Linked DNA regions of Mus musculus: regions 2, 3, 4, 5, 6 and 7 are each linked to region 1. Evidence: chromatin contacts called from public promoter capture Hi-C data. All regions are on one chromosome and are shown on one strand. The core of a region is the stretch at or near the end of the contact, and the rest is flanking DNA. Distances in the headings are between cores, read along the strand shown.

Evidence for each region. Promoter capture Hi-C pulls out the DNA fragments that hold promoters and counts their contacts.
Region 2: a contact with region 1 is called in a promoter capture Hi-C map of hippocampal neurons, with 2.0 times the contacts expected there. A contact is called at or near these places in 3 of 39 promoter capture datasets (the 3T3-L1 cell line, cranial neural crest and hippocampal neurons), 1 of 484 Hi-C or Micro-C datasets (B cells), 1 of 130 datasets of targeted methods (astrocytes) and 1 of 9 other capture datasets (adipose tissue).
Region 3: a promoter capture Hi-C map of cranial neural crest shows a contact between it and region 1. A contact is called at or near these places in 13 of 39 promoter capture datasets (the 3T3-L1 cell line, the HPC-7 cell line, cranial neural crest and 8 more), 1 of 484 Hi-C or Micro-C datasets (uterus), 4 of 130 datasets of targeted methods (astrocytes, embryonic forebrain, embryonic midbrain and 1 more) and 3 of 9 other capture datasets (adipose tissue, liver and pancreatic islet).
Region 4: a promoter capture Hi-C map of the HPC-7 cell line shows a contact between it and region 1, with 4 times the contacts expected there. A contact is called at or near these places in 9 of 39 promoter capture datasets (the 3T3-L1 cell line, the HPC-7 cell line, cranial neural crest and 5 more), 1 of 130 datasets of targeted methods (astrocytes) and 2 of 9 other capture datasets (adipose tissue and liver).
Region 5: a contact with region 1 is called in a promoter capture Hi-C map of maxillary cranial neural crest. A contact is called at or near these places in 3 of 39 promoter capture datasets (the 3T3-L1 cell line, hippocampal neurons and maxillary cranial neural crest), 1 of 130 datasets of targeted methods (astrocytes) and 1 of 9 other capture datasets (adipose tissue).
Region 6: a contact with region 1 is called in a promoter capture Hi-C map of liver, with 2.6 times the contacts expected there. A contact is called at or near these places in 2 of 39 promoter capture datasets (the C10 cell line and liver).
Region 7: a contact with region 1 is called in a promoter capture Hi-C map of the HPC-7 cell line. A contact is called at or near these places in 6 of 39 promoter capture datasets (the 3T3-L1 cell line, the C10 cell line, the HPC-7 cell line and 2 more).

The regions. Positions count from the first base shown.
Region 1 is chr19:8,721,990-8,725,061 of GRCm38.p6, forward strand. Snhg1 (small nucleolar RNA host gene 1) reads left to right here and starts at 1,498. Exons shown (of 10, transcript NR_002896.3): 1 at 1,498-1,517; 2 at 2,152-2,200; 3 at 2,414-2,494; 4 at 2,683-2,732; 5 at 3,025-3,057. LOC115489078 (a small nucleolar RNA gene) reads left to right here and starts at 2,004; the gene lies at 2,004-2,075. LOC115489084 (a small nucleolar RNA gene) reads left to right here and starts at 2,262; the gene lies at 2,262-2,336. LOC115489083 (a small nucleolar RNA gene) reads left to right here and starts at 2,543; the gene lies at 2,543-2,612. It also overlaps LOC115489082 and a transcript of Slc3a2 not described here.
Region 2 is chr19:10,687,283-10,690,354 of GRCm38.p6, forward strand. Vps37c (vacuolar protein sorting 37C) reads left to right here and starts at 1,453. Exons shown (of 5, transcript NM_181403.3): 1 at 1,453-1,697.
Region 3 is chr19:10,602,818-10,605,889 of GRCm38.p6, forward strand. Tkfc (triokinase, FMN cyclase) reads right to left here and starts at 1,441. Exons shown (of 17, transcript NM_145496.1): 1 at 1,351-1,441. The coding sequence starts at 1,353. It overlaps Ddb1 (damage specific DNA binding protein 1), which reads left to right and starts at 2,780. Exons shown (of 27, transcript NM_015735.2): 1 at 2,780-2,949. The coding sequence starts at 2,889.
Region 4 is chr19:10,575,928-10,578,999 of GRCm38.p6, forward strand. Tmem138 (transmembrane protein 138) reads right to left here and starts at 1,459. Exons shown (of 5, transcript NM_028411.4): 1 at 1,157-1,459. Cyb561a3 (cytochrome b561 family, member A3) reads left to right here and starts at 1,230. Exons shown (of 8, transcript NM_201351.2): 1 at 1,230-2,156; 2 at 3,055-3,072.
Region 5 is chr19:10,554,264-10,557,335 of GRCm38.p6, forward strand. It overlaps Tmem216 (transmembrane protein 216), which reads right to left and starts at 1,500. Exons shown (of 5, transcript NM_001277860.1): 1 at 1,450-1,500; 2 at 800-901; 3 at 266-358. The coding sequence starts at 1,462.
Region 6 is chr19:6,920,323-6,923,394 of GRCm38.p6, forward strand. Esrra (estrogen related receptor, alpha) reads right to left here and starts at 1,486. Exons shown (of 7, transcript NM_007953.2): 1 at 1,300-1,486; 2 at 1-77. The coding sequence starts at 65. It overlaps Catsperz (cation channel sperm associated auxiliary subunit zeta), which reads right to left. Exons shown (of 5, transcript NM_001039494.2): 4 at 2,979-3,045; 5 at 2,104-2,338. The coding sequence ends at 2,229.
Region 7 is chr19:7,018,076-7,021,147 of GRCm38.p6, forward strand. Fermt3 (fermitin family member 3) reads right to left here and starts at 1,394. Exons shown (of 15, transcript NM_153795.2): 1 at 1,203-1,394; 2 at 591-764. The coding sequence starts at 750. Stip1 (stress-induced phosphoprotein 1) reads right to left here. Exons shown (of 14, transcript NM_016737.2): 14 at 2,621-3,072. The coding sequence ends at 3,024.

The sequences.
Region 1 (3,072 bases), core at 248-2,747:
TATGTAGCCCTGGCTGACAAGAACTCATTATGTGGTACATGCTGAGCCGCTGAGCTCCTCAAACTCCTCCTGAGCCTGCATCCCTAGGGCGGGACTAAAGGCATGAATCAACATGCCCAGCATTATTTTTTCTTAATTAAACTTTAGATGTGTATGTACCACGTGTGTGTCAGGTGCCCATGGAGGCCAGAAGTGGGTACTGGATCCCTTGGAACTGGAACTGCAGATGGCTACTAGCTGGGAATTGAACCAGGGTCTTCTGCAAGTGCTGATTTTGAAATCAGGCTGCCTGGATTTATACCTTGGATCTGATACTGTTTATCTGGGTAACAGTCAGCAAATGACTTAACCTCTCTGGGACCCGAGCTTCTCACCCATAACTGTACCTTACCACCTTCCAACTTGGATTATTAAGTGAGGTCATGCAGAAGAGCAATTAGTATGAGAGTAATGATAATTGTTCGAAAGGCAAGCTTCTGCATATAGATGTTTGCTATATGCATATGACTATAATGCTACTGCACACTCTCAATAACCAGTCTATAGCTGCGACTTAGAAAACTGGTAAATTCTAATGATTGTTCCCCCCAGAGCTCTTTATATCTAAGACCACCCATGCATAAAATGAGGGTTATCCCTAACTTTTAGGAGTGTGGAATATTAACTCATATTGGGTGCTTTAAACGGTAAGCCCAGTTGTGTGGAGAATTGTCAGCCTCAGTAGTATAGCACTTATCTACACATGCACATAGCAGCAGCTTTAATCTATAGCACTGCTAAAAACAAAACATGCAACATGCTCCATAAATGACATCTAAATGCTGGCCCTACTTCATTCAATCCGGGCCAAGAACATGGCGAAAATAGACCAGGAAGCAAAACACAAAAATCGGTCTCCAGAATGACGTAGGGCTTCTAGTCCCGACTGGGTTTCCCTAAAAGGCTTCATGCAAGGAAGCGAAAATCCAACCGAGCTCAGCCCAGGGCCCAGTACCTGAGTCGCCCGCTGCGCTGACAACCTGGACATCAAGCCCCGTCTGCGCGCTGGGCGGCTGGCGGGGAACCGAGACACCGTCGGTGGAGTGTTCAGTAGGTTCAGGATCCATAGAGATGGATCAACACGCGGCTTAGCGTGAGTGAGGGTGAGAAATCGCCTCAACGTATGGATATTGGTAGTTGTGACCCAGACAGTCGAGCTGTATGGGTCGCGAACCAAAATCTCCAGCGATGACGTTTTACCCGCAGTGAGTAAGAACCGCCTAGCCGCAGCGCCAAAGGCGTAGCGTCGCACTCCCCTAAAGCGCCTGCGCCTCTTTTTCGCGCTGCAAAATCAGAGGCGGAGCTCTCCGCACGCCCCTTTGGGCGGATTCCTCTACCCACAATTCCTCCGGCTCGCACACCGCTTACCTTAGCGCCTGCGTGAGTCCTAGTCCCACCTCCAAATCCCGTGGGCCTTTGCGAGATGCTATTTATAGGCCACACGTTGTTCTTGTCGGCCTCATTTTTCCTTGTTCGGGGTAAGTACTCTACGTCTTTATGTGCTGTAGTTTTCACTTTGTTTTTTTCTTGTCTTTCTCTTTTTTTTTTTTTTTTTGGTTTTTCGAGACAGGGTTTCTCTGTATAGTCCTGGCTGTCCTGCTGAAACTCACTTTATAGACCAGGGTGGCCTCGAACTAAAATCCGCCTGCCTCTGCCACCCGAGTGCTGCGATTAAAGTCGTGCGCCACCACGCCTGGCTCTTGTCTTTCTCTTAATCAGCTTTCCTATAACTGCGGCTGGCTTTTATCACAAACACCTATCTGTCACTGTTGTGAACCGCCGCCTGTATTTTCTTACGTAATGTTTATTTCTGGTGATTTAAAAGACCCTCGTGGGCAGCGTTAATAAATGTGGACTTTGGTAATCTGTTCCGTAGTCTTAGCGGGGAGACCATGTTAGGGCATTCAAGACCTAAAGATGACAGGATTTTGTGAAGGACAAAATGGTGGCGGCAGTGCAAGGCCACCCCCTATGATGAGGACCTTTTCACAGACCTGTACTGATATATCTGTGAGGATAAGTAACTCTGAGGAGGCTGGCCCTACATCACAGCCTTCTCATCCTTTAGAGATTTCTTGGTGTAGAAGTAACCCGATGCTAACTTCTCTACAGGTTTGAGGTGCCACCTTACAAAAGGATGGGTGTACGCTCTCTTTTCAGAGTAAGTAGTGTTAATGGTTTTACCAGATTTTTTTGGTTGTTGAGTATAAGTTGTGTGTGTGCTACGGGGATGATATGAAAACTGAACTCTCTCTTTCTGATGGTTTAGTGGAGAAAACAAAAATTCTCTGAGTAGCACAATCTGTGGCAGGTATTTGGATTGTTTGGCATAAAGTCTTTTATTGAAGTTTGGGGTTTTTTTTTTCTGTTCTAGATGTGGTTCATCTCAAAGCCCTTTACACTTTGGAGCCAGGCCTGTTCAATTTTACAAATAACACGTTTTGCTTGTAGTCAGGTAGGTATTGATGGTTGGTGCTTCCTTAGGGAACATATTTAGATGGCCACTTAATGATGAACAATGTAAATGACAAGCATATGGCTGAGTTGCAATGATGTCATCTTACTACTGAAATGGGCTGAAGAAAGAAGGTGCTGAGGTGGCTGTGATTACATTTAAAAATGACATTGTTTCTCTGTTTCCAGGGTGCTGTGACAACATGAAGAGTTCGAGCTACCTCCCAGGATGAGTGCAGGTAATTGTCCAAGTAGAGCTTAGGGTTTCCCTAGGGAAAATAGTCAAGACAGACATTGAAGCAGCACAACACTTTTTTGCTGCTTACTATTTGTATTTCTAGAGGACACATTATGTTAAGGCCTTTGTTCTCTTAAAAACTCAACTGTCAGATGATTTGAAATGATGACACTGAACACTCCGTGAAGGTGTGAATTTATAGCATGTTAGAGTTCTGATGGCAGTTAGTGCTGACAGACAGATTGTAATTCTGTCCTGATGGTTGAAAATAACTACTTGTTACTCTTCCACAGGTTTTCCTGGTGACAAATCTCAGGCATTCAAAGGTTAGTTAGATTATT
Region 2 (3,072 bases), core at 203-2,702, 2.0 Mb after region 1:
AGTCACCTGCAGGCACAGCTGTCGTCTGTCCTGATTCCTTTTGTAGTAGCTGTGCTAGAGGTAGGGGAGAGTGTGTGTGTGCAGGGCCTGGGTTGTGTCTCCAGCACAGCATAACACTGTGCACTTGCCAGGTAGAGGTGAGAGCTTACTCTTGACTACTTTGAGAGTTCTAGGACAGCACAGGGGACTTGAGACCTGAGTACCCAGGGACCCCATGAGGTAGTAAAGGGGAGGGAGTTCTGACCAATGGGGACAATGATGATCATTTTAGATCTAGAATATGAAATAGAAAAAGTGGGAGATCTTGATGAAATTCGATGACCCAAAAGAGAAACTTACAAGATGGAAGTCCCCCCTCAAAAATAAATAAATAAATAAATAAATAAAATTGCAACTCTGTTGACTGATTAGAACTTCTTGATTGTGGAAAGCTGGGATGTTACAGGGTCCAATTAACTGATAATTATTGTTATTCTCCTTAATAAATGTTGCTCACTTCTGTGCCTTACCTCATATCAATGTGATTATCGGGTAAACCTTTTGGGATGCACTAACTCAGCAGACCCCAAAGCTAAAATGTAATCAAATAGCACCTCAGACCCAAACAGAGATTTTCCCTAATTTCTCATTACCCACTGGCCTGATGGTCCCAGCAATGTATTTGTAAAATGCCTTGGGGTAGCCTTATTCTGTTACTGTACAGACTTCACAAAAGCACTTTTACATTGGAACATGTTATTTAAGGCAACCTGAACCTGTGTCCCATGTCATGGTCACTCTTTCTTGGCTCTCTCCTTCTCTTTGAGGTGAGATCCATTTTGGGTGGACAGAAGTCAGAGTCAAGTGAAGGTGGAGGCCTCTGACACTGAGCCTGGTATCACTTAGGGCCTTTGGACTTCTCGTTGTATGACCCAGCAATTACCATTTTGAAGAGGCCAATTTGTGCTGGTCTCTGCCACTAGCAACAAAAGTTCTAATGTATAACAAAGGGTGGCAGGGTTTTCTTAGGCTGGAAGCTAATCTAACCACTGCAGCCAAAGTGGAATGGCGTTCACCTCTCAGGGCTGGTTTGTTTCCATCCCTTCCTGAGGCTTGTCACTCTGGGCGAGTGAGGATGGATCAAGTCTGACGCTTACACACTCATCTACAGACGAGTAAGAGCAATCTACGGTCCTGACAAAGGGTGATTTTTTAGGAAAGCTCAGAGCTGTTAGCAGTGTCTGAAGGGGACTCAGGACCGCAGCCATTCTAGTCCTGAGGCCAAACTATAAAAAGGAGTGTGCGCAGCAGGCCGGGGATACCGTGGTGCAATAAGAGCCCATCTGGAGCCTCCCTTTGGAAGTTCCACGCTTGTCTCAGGATATTCAGAGCAAACGAAGGGACGCCTGCAAGTCTGCGCAGGCGTACTCGCAATGGGCGGAGTCCTACGGCGGGGGCGGGGCTAGGGGTGGTGCCTTCCCCCGCGCGGGCGGGGCCGAGTGGCCTTCCGCGGGTGTGGCGCCTGAAGCCACCAGCGTCTGAGTGCAGGTATCGTGGCCACCCCTAGGCCTACAAGGCAGGACACTCGGGGCGCGGCGGAGGGGCAGTGCGGCTCGTTCTCAGCTGGACGCGGGAGTAAGTCACATCCGGTAGAGGCGGGGCTCGTGGATCCCGGAAGTGCGGGCAGCGGCTGATTGCCCGCGGTAGCGGCGGCCCCGGTAGGTGAGCGCCGCTGGGGAAGGTCTCGGGCGGCGGCGGGCAGCGGCCTACCGTGCCGGGGGCGTTGCCGGCGAACTCAGAGATGGGTTTCCTGGCCGAAGCCGGCGATTGGGCGCGATGGGCGCGTGACTCCCCGCGGGCCTGCGCCCCTGCAGTGGGGTGGGAGGGATGGACGGTGGGAGGCTGTCCTCGCCGGTCGCCTCAGCCCCGCCCCCTCCCACCTATCCGCTAACGCCACGCAACCCTTCACCCTCTGTAGGAGTACCTTGTGGCCTTTGTGTCATTAAGAGCCTCTTTGCCCCTTGTACGGATTGGGAAACTGAGGCCTGTGTGTATTCTGACTTGCCCCTGCGATATAGTGGAGTTAGAGGGACTCTGGCCTTTGTCTTGCTGGCCTGTATCATTCCCCAGGTTAGCAATAGGTAAGGGTTCTTCCCCTTTCTTCTGGACCCCGACTTGAACTGTCCAGCATGGCTGAGCCATCCTTACTTCTGGGCCTTCCAGGTGTATGGTCCCAGCATGTGCCTGGTTCTGCTTTGTTTCTCCCCTCACAGCCGTTTAGGGGTGTTCTTTCACTTTTTTTTGGTGGGCCAAGACATTCCCAGAGATGTGTTTGAGTTACTGGTAGAGTGGACTATCATCAGGGTCACATTTCTTGAGTCCAGCCTATACCTTGTCAATCAGATTTGGGCTAGCCACCTTGAGCCAAGAAACTTCACGGATACCAGGGCTCCTTCATCGCTCCCTGCATATTTTCCAGGTGTCTCTACCAATAGCGTGCCACTCCACATTCAGTGACTGTCAGTCCTGCAGCTAGAAATGGTGGTGATAGAGGGACTTAGAAGGGAAAGACTCTTCTTTGCTTGGGGCCCAGGGAGGGCCCTGATCTGGGGATTGTGGAACTGAGGGCTGCTGGGTGAAATGGTGGACTCTGAAATGAGTCTTTGTTCTTGGCAGTCATAGTGCCCAGAAAAAAAAAAAAGCCTTTTTCGTAAGATTGTCTTGGAAATCTGGCCCAGTGCCTTTGTAATTTCCATTAAGTAGAAAACATGATGGAGTGCTTCAGTGGGGCTGTTTTCTGTTGCTGTTTTGCCAAGCAGTAGTTCTGATTGCTTGTGTGGCTGTCCTTGCTGGGTACTGTTTTGGGGGTGTTTTACACTGGTTACTGGATATAGAGAACACCTCTGAGTGACTGGTGACCCGTTTACAGAATTGGCTACTATCAACCAATGAGTGGCTGTTAGATTTTTTTTTTTTAACAAAGCAAATGAGTCTTTAACTCTAATACTGCCTTCCAGACGCCTCAGTTGCCCTAATATGTTGGAGCTTAAGAATTATCTGCGGTCATTCTGGTTGAAAATGCAGAGCCCCCAT
Region 3 (3,072 bases), core at 191-2,690, 1.9 Mb after region 1:
TCCTCTGGGAACAGTGATTTACAGAGCTTATACCAGTGTTACGGGAAAAGCTCGCTAAAAAGGTGCCATAGCCCCTTTTGTGAACAGGCTTTGAAAAGCTGGAGCTAGCTAAATAACTGTTCCGGGATGGGATGTAGCCAGCAGCCTTTGTCCTCAGGAGGCAGGAAGAGCGAGCCTCAAAGTGGATCCAGAAGAGACTGCTGGCGCCACCTAGTGATCGCAGCCTGACCCAGGTCTCCGCAAAACACACTTCCTGCCTCTTTTTTCTGAGCCTTTATGCAAAATGAAGCGCTGATGTCTTCCTGCCAGGCTTTCCTTCATTTAACAAGGGCCAAGGCCATAACACCTACTTAAGGATGACGAGAGTGGCCTAGGTCAACAGACAACAAGCAGAATAAAATGAGCTCCATTTCTTACGCACTAAGAGCCAGACCCATTTCTAAGTATGAATATGTCTAATTTAATTTCCCCAATAACCCTTTGGAGGTAAGATTAGTACAAACAGCAGAAAACTGAAGCACAACAAATGACTGTGCACAAAGTCACACAGCCAGCCAGTGCCTAGACCCTCCAGGTTCATCCCAGCCACATGCTGTTTTCCCAAGTGGCTGAAGTCACAGGCACAGGGTGGGGAAAGAGGGATCACTGAGTCTCCCTCCAAGAGATTCCCAATCATTCCTGCACCAGAGCCATGCCTGTTTCCCAGTAACACAAGGGAAAGGAAAGGCAAGAAAGGGGAGGTACAGACTAGGCCACTAGGATTCTAGTCTGATCAACACTGTGCGGCCAGGCCATGTGCTAGCAGGTCTTAGTCTGCCATACTGCAGATGAGGTTGGCGAGAGGAGAGACCCGGAGAAGTGAAGCCTTTGGCATAGTAGTAACACAGTGATGGGCACGAGGCTGAAATCGAGCCCAGATCTGTTCAAGATCAGTTTTAAAGCAAACCCCGGGGACACTGAGAGCCTCCCACATTGCAGTTCCCTGCTCTGGGAGCAGCCCACACATGCCCAGGCTGAGGAACAAGGGCCCGATCATTCCTCCAGGTTCCCTCCTTGACTAGCAAAGTGACTTATCACACAGCAAGTAACTTGTTGTTCTGATCTAAATGCGTGCCTGAGATCCTAGCCATAGGGGTTTCAGGGTGCCTCAGGTTAACCTCAGACCTGGCTTGGCCCAGTGCCCCGCCCACAGGAAAGGGAACGGGGATTAAGCTGGAGATACAAAATGAAATTCTTGTCTTCTGAACCCCAAGAGGCAGCATCGTCTCAGATGGGGACTAGAGAGAGTCCGGGTGTCCAGAGTGGGGTTCCCCATGGTCGTCCCTCTATTGTGGCTCCCACAGGACTCACCATGGTGGGAAAGTTCTGAAACAAGCTGAGCTCACACTTCTGCTCTGAGATGCCGCCGGGTGGACGGTCCTGACTGCTACCAGGTCTGAAGTAGAGACAGCAGCACCTGCAGGAGTGGAAAGGACTTGAGTTGCTGAAGGTATGGGCAGCCGATTGGCAATGTCATGCCTCCCGTGCCTGTGCCTTAAGAATTAGGGAGCTGCCTCAGACTTTGATCCAAGTCCAAACTCTAGTTCGTGGGCTAGGAATGGAGAGGAGCGTGGGGACTGACCAAAGTTCACACCCCCACTTAGCCAGAAGGCAGTGTTTGGAATCATGTCCAGCTTAAAGCTGGGAAGGAGAAAATGTACAAAGACCTTTACCTTTCTGGCTGGCCACACTAGTAGTGAGTCAGCTCTGTGATCCTATTTTACTTCTGGAACACAGACTGAAAGCTCTAGTGAGTTGTCTAAGATTGTGTTGCTGAGAGTTAGGACTTGAGCCCATGTCTAGTCTTGCTACAAAGCCTAATGTTTCCCCTTAGTCAACCAGTTTCCCAGAGTCAAGTCGAGTGCCAGCTGGGGAGGTACAAATCATCTTCAGTTCCACCTGGTTCAAACCTAGCTACACTGATCTCTGCCTCATTTGTAAAATAGGGAGTTAGCTCTCCTCCTCCGGCATTCTGGAGATGCTTCAGGACTAGGCTTCTGCTGCTCCTCCTTTGGGGTTGGGGACATGGAGGCTGTCTGATGAAGCCTGGGACCTGCATCTGCGGGGCTGATTGCACTAGTCACCTGGGTGTTTAGGCTCTTCCTGTGAAATTCCTGCGTTGTATTTGAGCTTAGAATTTGTATCGCAGTAGAGGCACTAATAGTGCTATCAAGTAATTTAGTGGAGAGTCCTTTCGTTTCTGGAGAAATTAAAAGAGGTGAGCAAACACACCCCCAGGTGATGTGTGAGGCTGGGATGATTGTTCTAAAGTCAGTTGAGGGCATTCGAGGGATCAGGAGGAGCTCGAAGAATTAAGCAAAGGAAAGCACGATTCTACTCTGGGATGTGCACAGATGGTCACCTCTTATCCCCAGTCTAGTCCTCCGCAGCCCTTCCTGTTTTAAAAGAGGGAAAACCCCGAGGACGCCTGGAGCTATGGAGGAAGGAAGGAGGCAGAATCTGAGGAAGGGGCGCGGATCTGGGCTGGGAAGCCAGCAGGCGGCCACTTAGGGCGTAGCAGACCAAAGAGGAGGCCAGTTCTGCCTGCGTACCGGTACTCTCGCTCTCATCCGGGTACTGCGACCTCTGGCGGTTAGGAGAAGGCGGGACCTCAGGGGGCGGGGCCTCGCTTGGTTGGCCGCCTCGGGCTCCGTAAGTCCTCCAAGAGGCCAGGTGAGGCCGTCCCGTGATCCTCTGCGCCTGGCCTCTCTGGCCTGCAACGTGTCTCAGGGGCGGAGGCAGCAGCCACGGAGTTGGCTGCGTGAGGGTGGGGGTTCTCAGTCTCTTCGCTCGCGCCCGTCTCTCTATCGTCGCTCTAGGCGCCCCACGGGCCAACCCAAGGCCTCAATATGTCGTACAACTACGTCGTAACGGCGCAGAAGCCTACTGCAGTGAACGGCTGTGTGACCGGTGAGATTGCCCCGGCCGGAGACCCGGGCAAGGGAGGGATCCCAGGCCTAGGGAGGCCAGCGGCCCCAGGGGCGGCGGGAGCAAAAACTTGGGCTCCGGGAATGGAAGGCGCTGGCAGTCGCG
Region 4 (3,072 bases), core at 209-2,708, 1.9 Mb after region 1:
CCCAAGCTCATCTTAACTTCTTGATCCTCCTGCCCTGATCCTCAGGGTAAACCCTGAGAGCCTGTTCTACAGGAATTTACCCACACCTGACAAATACACAACTCTAACCAAGAATATTTAGGGTTACTACAGAGCAGTGACAGCCTGGTCACATAATAGTAGTAATGGTAGTAAATAAAACCCTTATATATTTCATGCAACACTCTAGGAACTGTTTCAATCACAGATGTTATTAAAATCTTATAATAACCTCATAAGGTAGAAAATCAATTCTTATTTCCCTCAATTCCTAGATGAGAAAACTGAGGCTCAGCAAAGGTAACTAATTAGACCAAGATTCCACAGCTGGTAGGTGGCAGAGTGGTATTCTAAGAGGCACTATACAACCAGCCTATTTCATAATTTATAGAGTGCTATCTAAGTAGGTGAGAAATATGTCCTCATAGAAATGGACAGTGTCACATACAGAAGGAGTTGAGAAGACAAAGTACTCTCCTAGAGGAACTTTATAAAGGTTATGACAGAAACACTGAGGCAGCAAGTGAGGGGAGCATATTTATAACTTTACTTGATCCCTGGACTTGAAAAGCAGCCATTTTAGTGCATATAACCCTCATTTTGCAAAGGTTCTGAGGGGTCCGGAACCCGTCCACCTTCCGCGGTGGAAAAGCCCCGTGGTTTTCTTTTCTTTTCTTTCTCTCTCTCTCTCTCTCTCTCTCTCTCTCTCTCTCTTTAAATATATGAATGTAACTTCTCTGGGCTTGAGTTTTCACACAATATCTCTCTAGGTACCAGCGCCATGATAATCTTGTTAACCAAGAGAATTTACTTTAATCCTCATAACAATCTGCAAGGTAGGAAAGAATTATCCCCTGGCTATAGGCAAGGACGCATAAATAGAGTCATTTCCTCCAGCTCGCAAATGAGTAGAGTCAAACGCACCACTTGGTAAGGCTCTACCAAGGGCATCCGTTAGGCAGAAACGCCCCTCGCTCTGGCTACGCGGTCGAGCACCCTCCAGTTTAACACGGTTTTCCTCACCAGTCCCAATCCGCTCACAGACCGAAAGGCCTCGGCAAAAGACTCATAGCAAAAGCAATAGCAACACAAAATTCTGACTTCCAGCCACTCTATGATCCCCAGCATCTACACGCACCTCAAGGAACCGACGTCGGTTGTCATGGGAACACTCGCTCGGCTTCCGGAAGCTGGCTTTAAATTCCGGAAGTAGATTGCTAATTGCCCGCCATGTTAGGGTCTTTGCTTTCTCAGGCTCTCCCTGTGACCGGTTCTTCTATCTTGCCTCGCTGAGGGCCGACCCTAGCGTGAGGTTGTTAACCCCAGCATTTCACCTGTCTCTGGACGGGGTCTGTGGTTAGAGACAAGGCTGATAGGACGCAGCGCTCCTAGGAATCGGACCGCTCAGGAACGCGCCCCTTAGCTTGCAAACCCCATTTCCCAGACGCCCCAGCTCACCCCCGGAAGTGGCCGAGCCTATAAAAATCTCACTTAGCGCCCTCTGTAGCGGATGCCGTGGTCTGCAGACTTGCTGGAAAGTCAGTTCTCCGAGGTTCAAGAGGAGCCTAGGGAGTGGCAGCTCTCGCTGACCGGCGGGTCCCAGAGACCTGCCCCCAAGGTGTCCCACTGTGTGGCTAAGGGTGGGATAGAACCCGGGCTGGGAGAGCCGGGTTATGGGTTCCAGTGGTGGTTCCGCCGCTTCCTTGCTTCGCTCTGTCTTACCTCGGCGTTCAGCCTATTTTTCCTCGTAAGAATTGGACACTTTTCCGTGCCCCTTCCATACCGCAGGTGGTGTTCGTAGAGGCTCTCACGCTTTTCAAAAGGCGTCTCATCTAAGACTTGCTAGAACCAACCTGACTAAAGGAGTCACCGTCATACCCCCCTTGCACCTGGAGTAAATCTGACTGTCCGAAGGACGAAGGACCGGTCTGTGAGCACTTGTGCTAAGGTGGACTTTATTCACACTCCTGAGTGGAATATTATTTGTCACTCACTCCTGAGTCCTGCCGTTTGGAGGGGCTGCCTTTGGAAATGAGTTCTGGGAACTGAACACAGGAACTGGGTGCCTGTACCAGGCTTGCCATTTGCCTGACCGAGTTACTCTTCTTTGGATCCCGGCGCTGCAGTACTTTTGAATTGTAAGATGCAGGTTTATAGGATTTGCACTCTAAATCTGGTCCCCAGAATTCTTAGTGTCCCTCCGTCTTTGAGGAGGAAACAACTAACTCTGCCCTTTGGTCTTTTTGTTTGTAGCTCTAACTTCTAAAAGTAACTGTGTTTGGAGTACAGCCTTTTCCTGAGAGTAATGGAAGGTTCACTTCTTAACCCAGGGACTGATTCTGTTTTAGCTCAGCCTATGAGAATCCTTTAGCCAGTGAATTGAGGAAAACATTAAATAGAGGTTCGGTACACTTCTTAAATCAAGGTAGATAAACTACACCCCATACATCTAACCCTGAGTGGCTTTTACATATTTAAACTATTGGGGCAGAGGGATCATATTGTGTGAAATGTGAAAATCATGTAAAACTTAGACATCAGTGTCTGTGGTGTTAACGAGGCACAGCCATGCTCATTTGTTGAGATACCCTTCCTGGCTACTCTTATATTACACCAGCCAAGAATGAATATAGTTGTGACAGAGGCTTCAAGCCCAAACAGCCTAAAGAGTCTGTGGACTCCCTCCTTGAGCATGGGGCTCAGCCAAGCAAGGACAGGAGACCCGGCAGTGGTGAGCATGTCTGGTGTCTTAGTACAAACTGCTCTCTCAGTGCAAGTGAGAGCGTAGTCTCAGCCTTTGCCTGCGTTCTTTTCCTTGCTTTTGCTATTTTAGGAAAAGAGAGGGCTTATTTGTGAACTGTAGACAGCAATGTAACTAACTTTCCGGCCTTCTGTCAGAAAAGTGTCCCATCTGTTCTAAGCCTGTGGCAAAGTGCTAGTCCAGGACTTGTAACTGGAGTGATGCGGGTTGGTTTGGAATGTTTTGCCTTTCCTTTTCATCAAATGTGTCTGTATGTGAATGTTATGTGTATGCAGGTTCCTGTGAAGGCCAGA
Region 5 (3,072 bases), core at 250-2,749, 1.8 Mb after region 1:
CGCAGGCACTCTTGTGGCACTCAGGCAGCTGGGAGGACTGGTCTAAGATCAGTGCTACTGCCCGCTTCTAGCCTCACTCACAAACACACAGGTAAACCTTGACCTAGAATATGAAGCGGCAGCTTGAAGCCTCAGGGAAGAAGCAATGGTATATACATTACCAGATCCACTCTGATAGTGAGCCTAGGTTCTTTGTCTTGTTAATCAAGTTACAGGCTCCAGCATGTCTCATAAGCAATGGAAATATTTTCTGAACAACACTCACCGAAAAACAATCGTATGACTTCAATGCCAAGATAGAGCAGCAGCATCACCACATCCAGGACTAAGTTGGCTGTTGGGTACGGCAACAGGAGCCCTACAGGAGGGAAAGCCAGAGTATGCACACACCACCTAGCTAACGGTCAGCCCCACGGCCCCACAAGGATGGACGGCCACAAACCCGGGACAAGGATACCAACCAGTCTTAACATCTCACAAATCAGCAAGGTATAGATTGTTACAGCTACAGGCTTTAAGTTTCCAAGTCCTGACTCTGCCAAATGACTGAATTATAATGGTACACAGATCTGAATATTTTAGTAAAGAGAGATGGGGAAAGAGTTGGGATGGAGAAACCCACATTTCTCAAACTCAAGTCTTGCTGAAAGACATCCTATTTGATCATTCTAAAGCCATTAGTTGGAGAGACTTCTGCCTTGCAATGGAGATGCCGCTAGGACCAGAAGATAGAAGGTTCTTGGAGTATGCTAAAGTGGAAAAGGGTTGCTGGGGCAGAGGCAGATAGGCCCAGGCTTACCTTTGTACAGGAAAATAAGGAGCTCCAGCAGGAAATAGGTAGCATAGTACCACCCATTCAGAAAGAACAGGACTTCCAGGGGGGTTGAGGACAATCTTTTATCTGAAAGAAAGCAAAACAAAGAATGGGCAGGGCAGCTAGAGCTCTACTCTGTTCTGTGTGAAGGTTCTTTGTAATCCGGAGAAATCACAAGATTATTGTGAATGAGGGAGAAACTTCTGATTGCTAATGACGTGAGTGTTGGTGTGGCAGGAACTGCCTTCAATCTCCTTTCTCAGGAATCACTTTGACATCTACTTCTCTGACAATTCAGCTATAATCACAGCTGAGAGGCACCTCAAATATTCAACCCTGTCACTTCTGAGGGGGAAATTGAGGCACAGAAACTAATTCTGTCCAAGGCGGGAGGATTCATAACTGAGCCATCCCAGAATAGGGCCAGCCGGGGATTTTTAAGAGTACGGTATTCGAGTACCCATGCAGGCACTCGGGGTGATCAGAACAACCCAAGCCCGATTTAGACAAGTGAAGAGTAAGACCCCGACTTTTAGAAATGGAGGATTAGGTCGAGCTCTGGAGACAGAGAGGTGGAGGGGGCTGGCAGGTACCCGTGGGATAAGGGGCAGAGACACACACCTCCAGAGTCTCACCTCGCGGCGCCATGTTCAGTCCCCATGGAAACTGCGTACACTGCAGCGCCCGGAGCAATGCGGCGCTGCCGGAAGCGCGGCACCGAGCCGCCCGGTCTTCTGGCCGCTCTGCCTGCCGGTGCTACTCTATGGTTACCCCACCGGCCGCGCCCATGCACAGAACAGCGCCAGCCGTCAACCACCTACAGTGGTCTAGGGGGAGGATGGGGTTTTAAACGACGGCAGAGAGACCAGAACACTTCTCCAGCTGAACTCTCTCCATCCCCGGCGTCATGGCGTAGGTCGTTAGTGGCCCGGTGTGGCCGAGTAGTTGGAGGATCGGCCCTGCGCCCACCATTCTCTTTTCTACTGCATGTGTTTTTTTTAAAAACACCCCATGCCACTGTCGTGCAAAAGGCTTACCTGGAGCCTATGTAAACACCAAAACCGTTGAAGATAGAATGTCCTTTCTAGGAGTACAAGGGAAAACAGCGGTGCTATAATGAGATTCTCCTGCGACCCAAAGAGTGCAAGGGTGTTGAAAGGAGACAGCGTCTGGCCAGTTGGAAATTGAGAAATGTTTCCAACAAGCTTGCGCTATGAACGAACCCTGGCCGCAATTTGAAGCAAGAGCGTGTTGTTGCAGGCAGGGGGTGAAAGAGTAAGATTTCTGAAAAGACTCCAGCTGTCAGCCCTTAGAGTATGGCAGTCAGTCAACAAATAACGGGAGAGAGTAAGTAACCTGTAATGAAAGTGCTATTTCCCTACCTAGTAGGAGTGTGGATAAAGGCAGTAATTGTTGCTTCTCAAAGCAGGTCCTCACTCCGGGAGAATAATTTAAGTAGAAGCCTCCCTCCATCACTCCCCACCTCCACCTCTGCTCTCCTTCCTCCTTCACTTCTGCTTGTGCCTTCCACTGCCTTATTCAGGTCTGGTTTAGTTTGGCTAGACAGGTCTCCTATGTAGGCTAGGCAGGCCTCAAATTCTCCTGCCTCTGCTTCCCGTCCAGTACAGGGGTTTCAAGTGGGTGTCACAATGTTCTGGCAGGTCTTAAATGGAATTCTAAGTTCCCACTAAAGGACCACGGCAAGGTGAGGTGATGGAGAAAGCCCTGGTCCCTGCACCCCATCTGAACTACCTTCATACACACCCCTGCTCTGAGTCTCAGAGGAAAGGAGGGTGGACCAGTTGCTTGTTTTTGTAAATTATGGGTCTTAAATCACTCTGCCTAAACATTTTGATATTGTATACACATATAGTTCTCATGCTACAGTGAAAAGTTTACCCATTGTCAACAGAGATGATATAATCTATAGCCTTAATATCACCTGGTTGGTTAAGAAAATGATGCTGTTTCATGTCAGGATGCCACAACAGCATAGGTACCAAAAGTGGACACAGACTAAGTCAGTAACCTGCAGGAACCTTAGAATATGCAGCTGGGTCTCCTGCCCTCTGGGGTCTAACCCAAAGCTTGGGGCTGCTAAGCAAACACTCCCCACTGGGCTTTATCTATAGCCGTGCTCTTACACACTTTTCTTTAGTAAGCCACAAATAAAACTCAGCCCCAGGCTGGAGAGACGGCTCAGTGGTTAAGAGCACTGACTGCTCTTCCTGAGGTCCTGAGTTCAATTCCCAGAAACC
Region 6 (3,072 bases), core at 236-2,735, 1.8 Mb before region 1:
CTGTCAGGACTGGCTGGCTCTGCCTTGATGTAGAGAGGCTCGATGCCCACCACCTGGCTGGACATGGTGCTGGTCACCTGCAGGGAAAGACCATCAGGGTCACAGGGAGGCACCCTGCCACATAGGTTGGGCAACACTGGGACTAAGCCAGGCTTCCAGGCTCAGCCAAGGAGAAGGAGGAGGCAGAGTCCAAGGAAGGGCTGCCCATGAAGAGGGCCCCCAGCTGTCGCCATGGGAACAGAGTCTCCAGAGCCTCTGAGGCCAGTAACTGACAGCAGGTCTTCCTCTTGGGAACCTGGGAGCGGCTTGGCAAGTCTAGCTCCCACCCAAGCCAGGAAGCAGGCTAACCTCAACCTGCAGGCAACTCTCAACCCCGAGCATAAGCATGATCCTCTCCTCAGTTTTCTCCAGATGTACTCCAGGAGGTACTCTCAAGTATTCAAGAGCATACTGAGGAACCGGGAGGGGGCTAAGGGGGGCCAAGGGGGGCGGAGGCAAAGGATATGGCCACTCTCTCAGGAGTTTCCACATGTCCACACATGCTCACACTCTCCTGGGAACCTTCCACTCACACATGGCCTTTAACCAGTCCCAAGTTCTCACATACTCCCAGCAAAAGAGCACACTCAATAAGCAAACTCACACTCAAGTCTTCTAATCCCTCACCACACTCTTGTAAGGGAGTCTCTCACCTCTGACACGCCACCCCCTCCAGCTTTAGCAAGCCCAGTCCAGCCACGCCGTGCAGGGCGCGGCTCCACCTCTTTTGCACCCCAAACCTGCAAGGTTCATTCTTACACTCCAGCTACCGCAGAGTTCACCACCTCTCGCGACCTCCAGGGCCGCCCCCCACCCCCCATTAACCTGCGCACACCTATGGGAAGTTGCCTGAAGTTACTAATCTCCCCTCCCCCCATTGCCCGCGGGGGACTTCTATCAGGTTATCAGGAAGTAAGAAGAGGCGACAAGGAAGAAGTTCTCCCTCGCGCTACGATGACCTATGACCCAGAGAGGAGGGTGGCCCAAAGCCCCTGCAAGCGCCCCCACGTGGCCTCAAGGGACCCTTTCAATTCCAGCCCACCCCGAGGACTCCCGCAATGCTCAAGGATCGATCTGAACGCTGCCCGGGGACTCGCTCCAAGGCCCGAGGCTAACTGGAGGCCAGGACCTGAAGCCAGTCCTGACCCGGCCGACGCACCAGGCGCGACCCCGCCCGCAGCCCGCCCCCCGCCCGCGCTTGCACATGGCCCCCGCCGCGCCCGCCCACCCCCGCGGCCGCCTTCCCCTCCGCCCCCGGACCTTGGGCTCCGGCAGGGCTGGCGGGCAGGCATGGGGGCCGAGCGGCCCGGAGCGCCGGGGTGAGCGGGGGCCGCCTCCTCCGGCCGCACCGCCCCGCCGCGCTGCGTCCCCCCTCACTCGGCGGCGCCGCTGGCTGCTTGTAGGACACAAAAGGACATCGCGGCTGCTTCCTACTCCGCTTCCTCCAGCTGACAGCGGAGGCGGGGCCGGCCTGCGCATGCAAAACAGGGGGTGGGGCCAGGTGCCCTATGCTAATATCCGAGGGAGGCGGCGGCGCCTGCGTACCCGGAGGACAGCGGGCAGGCCTTGTCGATACACACGCGTGCGCGGCCTCCTGTGGGCGGGGCCTGAACCTAGGGGAGGAGCGAAGACTAGGAACTGGTGCGGGAGAGAAGCCGGAGCACCCTTGCATCACGAAGGAGGGCGGTGCTCTGCCTTATAAGAGTGGGCGTAGCTGTTCAGTGAACTCACTCTGTGAGGGCGTTGAACGTGTATGTAAATGAAAGGCGGGTTTATGTAACTGCATATGCATAAGGGGTGGGGCCTAACAGGGTGCTGCTCCCCACCCCACCCCATTATGTTGATGGGACACTTGACAGATTTGGTAGATCAGCACCCCTGAGGACCCTCAAGTGGAGAAGCAGACCTAAAACATGCAAGTAGCCCTGGTTTGCGAGTTCCTCAAAGGCAGAGGTGAGACACGAGCGGACAAAACTCAAGGTCACTGCGGTGACCGAATGAAGGTCACGGGGAAAGGCGGGGCCACGTGCGTCCGCCTCACGCAAGCAGCCACGCACTGACTCTGGGACCATGCATAGACTCTTTAATTTCTCTAGGATTCAAATTCCATGCAGATGAGGTTGAGCTTGGGTTCGAGGGACCGGAAAGGACACGGAGCGGACGTCTCGTCGGCCACTTGAGCTGGAGGTTCACTGATCCAAAAAGTACAGCCTCTTGTTCCTGCGCTTCCTGATCCCTTCGATGTATCCCTGCAGCTCTTTAGTCATGAAGTGGTTCCTGCCAATCGTGGACCTATATGCTAGGGAGAGGGAAGAGCTGAGCTCAGGGCCATGAACAGCAGCAAAGGGCTTCCCCCATTTGAGGAACCACAGGTGATTTGAGGTGGCATTTAGTGCTGGATTTGGATCTGTGTTAGTTTGGGGAATTTTGGGTCTCCTAGGTGCGATGTGAAGAATGGAGGGGAAGAAGGCTGAAGAAGTTGCTGCAAGCCTGAACAGAGGCAGTGAGACCCAACCTCCTCCTGAGCCGCTCACTCTAACTAGTTATCTGGCCCTTTCTTCCCTCTATGTGCTCATATACCATGAGCAGAAGGTTACGCAGATAATCCAATATCCAGTACATTTACCCAAAAAAAATCCCGATGTGTCACAGCTCCCACACCTGGGAGTGAAGCAAAGCTACCCAAAGGCTGTCACTCCACTGAACAAGCAGAGAAAACAGACTTGCTAGAAAGGGGCTTATTTTAAGTCCTCTGAGTCACTCACTCCATTGAGTCGGCCTGTGCCTACTCTCTTGACTTTTAATTTTTAGGGCATCCTTGTGAGTGCTAAGGGGATCTGACAAGACTACATATCCTGAAACTCCACAGCCCCAAGCCCTGCCAAAGCCACCAGGATCTTTTGTGGAAGCTGGGGTGGGGGTGGGGGTGGAGTGCTCACTGATGAGGGCTTTTTTGAGAATATCCAGAACTTCAGTCTCCATGAGCTCCATCAGAGGCAGAGGCAGCTGGAAAAGCAACAAGAGACTCAACCA
Region 7 (3,072 bases), core at 144-2,643, 1.7 Mb before region 1:
GTGAGATGCCTTCTGTCTCTGGCTATCGGGAGCTCATGGTGGGATGTCTTCCGGCTCTGACTATCGGGAGCTCATGGTGGGATGTCTTCCGGCTCTGACTATCGGGGCTTTCCTGCCATCCTCCCAGGAAGTGATAACTCTCATTCTCTGCTGGTAAAGTTGATGAGAAGCCTCATGGGGCCTTCTGGGTGACTGATATCGCCCTAGCCTACTCTGCCGTAACTTCCTGTGGGGGCAGGGCCTCTCACCCACTGTCAGCAGCCTGCCAAGTGGTTTGCTGGGGAGGAAATTTAGGAGAGTAGGTGCCAGGTCCCCAGGAACCTCCTAGCCATCCCTCAGGAACATAATAAGCCTCGGCACAGGCAAGACACACAGGGGACCATGTTGTCTGTCTCTTGGAGACTAGACAGAACCAGTAGGAGCTGGAGGAAGTATGGAGAGGGGAAGTTGAAGAAATACCTTCTTTGGAACCAAATAATTAAAGACTGTTGCCTGAGTCACTGTGACAAGGTTATGAGTAGAGGCGAGAATGGCCTAGAAAAGCCAGGGAGAGCTGTCATGACTGGATACATAGGGTCACGGGGACTCACTGATTTCCTCCACGATCTTCAGAAGTACCCCACCAATGTGCGACTCCCCCGTGACTCGGAGTGTGACAGACTGGGCCTCAGGGTCCTCCTCGCCCACAAACACCCTCAGCTCCCAGGAAGAGTCGATATAGTCCCCGGAGGCTGTCTTCATACCCGCCATGGCTGCGGCTGTTTCTGCTGAGACAAGGTGAGTAGACAGTGGGCTGCCTAGAAATAAGCAGGAGTCCTAGGGTACCCTGGGTAGGTGGGTAGGCTTTGGGGACACTGGTACAGAGAGCTACTGTGATCCAGTCAATATAAAACCCTCTTACTATCCTAAGTGTTTGGGCTGAAGAGACAGTTCCTTAGAGTCCACGTTGTCCTGCCAATTCAGGTTTCACAGGTGGGGACACCAAGGCCCAATACTCATTGTAAAGTACCCTGCTAGGTACCAGAACAGGTCAACTCTCCTACTCACAGTTCTGCCAGGCCCACCTATCTCAGAAACAAGTCCTGGCCCACAGCTCACAGCCAGTACTCTAACCCAAGCCTCTAGGGTGGTGGCAAGTGTGGCTGCTCTGCACAGAATGGCGGAGCAGGGGACAAGTGAGTCCTCCTGGGTCTTTCACTTACCTAGCCTGCAACGGGCTGCAGCTGCAGGTGGCAGTGGGACACCTGTTACCCTGGTCTGGCCTGGTCCTGCTCAGTTGCTTCCTTCAGAGGTCAGCCTGTAGTGGCCTTATCATGAAAGTTGTACTAGTCCCTCCCCAGGGCGGGCTGTTGCTGGGTACAGGAAGCACACTGCCAGCACGCAGAGGGCTCCACGGGGCCCTTGCTTTTGTTACCACAGGAAATGAGGGAAGAACAGTGCTGGGGTGACACCACAAAGTTCTCTTTACCCCACCCCCAGGCATCTACTGGTTGCACCTCCAGCCTGCTTTTTTCTTTTATTATTATTTTTTGTTGTTGTTCAAGACAGGGTTTCTCTGTATAGCCCTGGCTGTCTTGGAACTCACTCTGTAGACAAGGCTGGCCTCGAACTCAGAAATCCACCTGGCCCTGGTGGTGCTGGGTGCGCCACCACTGCCCGGCTCCAGCCTGCTCTTAGTGGGACTGTCTACAGTCAGCAGTGAAGTCCTTCCCACCTTTAAACAGGACTTGTTTCCAAACCTACCAGCCTTAAATCTGTCCAGTGACATGCTAGAGCCTCTCTGCCTCATAAAACCTCAATGTGATTTCCTCCAGGACCCTTTATCCCGTCTCTTTAGAGGGTTCTGGTGGTCCAACAGCCTCATGTCCATGCCAGGCACTGGGATGCAAATTGCTCTAAGGAACTGAGCAGGAACGTAGACTTTTCAGGGCAGCAGCCTACCATTAATGGACGTGGTTTTTTCTTTTTTCAGAAAGGGTTTCTGTGTAGCCTTGGCTGTCCCAGAACTCACTCTGCAGACCAGGCTGGCCTTGAACTCAGAGATCTGCCTGCTCTGCCCCAAGTGCTGGGATTAAGGGTATGTGCCAACCTCTCCTCCCAAGGTAAGGCTTTTTAAGTGTGACTAGGAGAGGCTGCTCTGAGGAGTCCTGGGGTTGGGACAGGAAGCTAGTTTAGGCTAACGTAAGACATAGTACAGCCTGGTGCTGGACTCAGCATCTTGCTAGCCCAGGAAGCAGTCTTTTGGGAGCAAATGAGGAAGTTCAGTGTTGGTCACAGTGTGGGAGGAAGATAGTGGTGTGGAGCTCAGGATTGGAGCAGCAGGAGCTGTTGTCAGTATTAGTCTCAGGCCTGCTTTCTGACCCACCTTGAGTCTAGGTTAGGTTCTAGTGTTGACCTAGCAGGTTCACTCTAAGACTGCACTGCACAGAACATCAACCCAAAGCTGATCAGAATGCAGGTAGGTCATCAGTTGTTGAGCGACACTTCCACCTAGTGGCCACCCTGACAAAGCAAACAGCTCACTCTTCAGCGACCTTTCTTTCAAGGCCATCAAGAAAAGGCTTTGTGTTGGCTTCCAATTCAGCACTACTGTGTCTTAAGAGAAGAAAGTCACTGGAGACCGTAGCAACATATAACCACGCCTGACTGGCTTCTTTATTGAGGAGGGACGTGGGTAAGAACAGGTGAAGACAGCTGGGACCCTAGGTTGGGAAGAACACCCTCCCCTCCCCGTATGCACCCACTGCCCCAAATAAAAAATAACCAACTATGGGGGAGCAGCCGAGACAGTGACGGGGAGGCTAGGACTGGGCAGGGAAGGACACTCGGATTGAGGGCAGCAGTGAAGAGACCATGCGTGTGCTGGGAGGGCCCGAGGTGGCGCTGGATGAGTCTGTCTTCCTTGTAGGCATGTATAAATATAAAGATAAGCCTTTCTTCTCCCCCCCTCTGCCCAGTGCTGCTCGCCACCTTCCCAGCTCGCCTTCCTCATTGGCGAAGGGAAGAGGGGGAAAAGCAAGTTATCACCGAATTGCGATGAGACCCACATCCATCAGCTTCTGGATCTTCTGC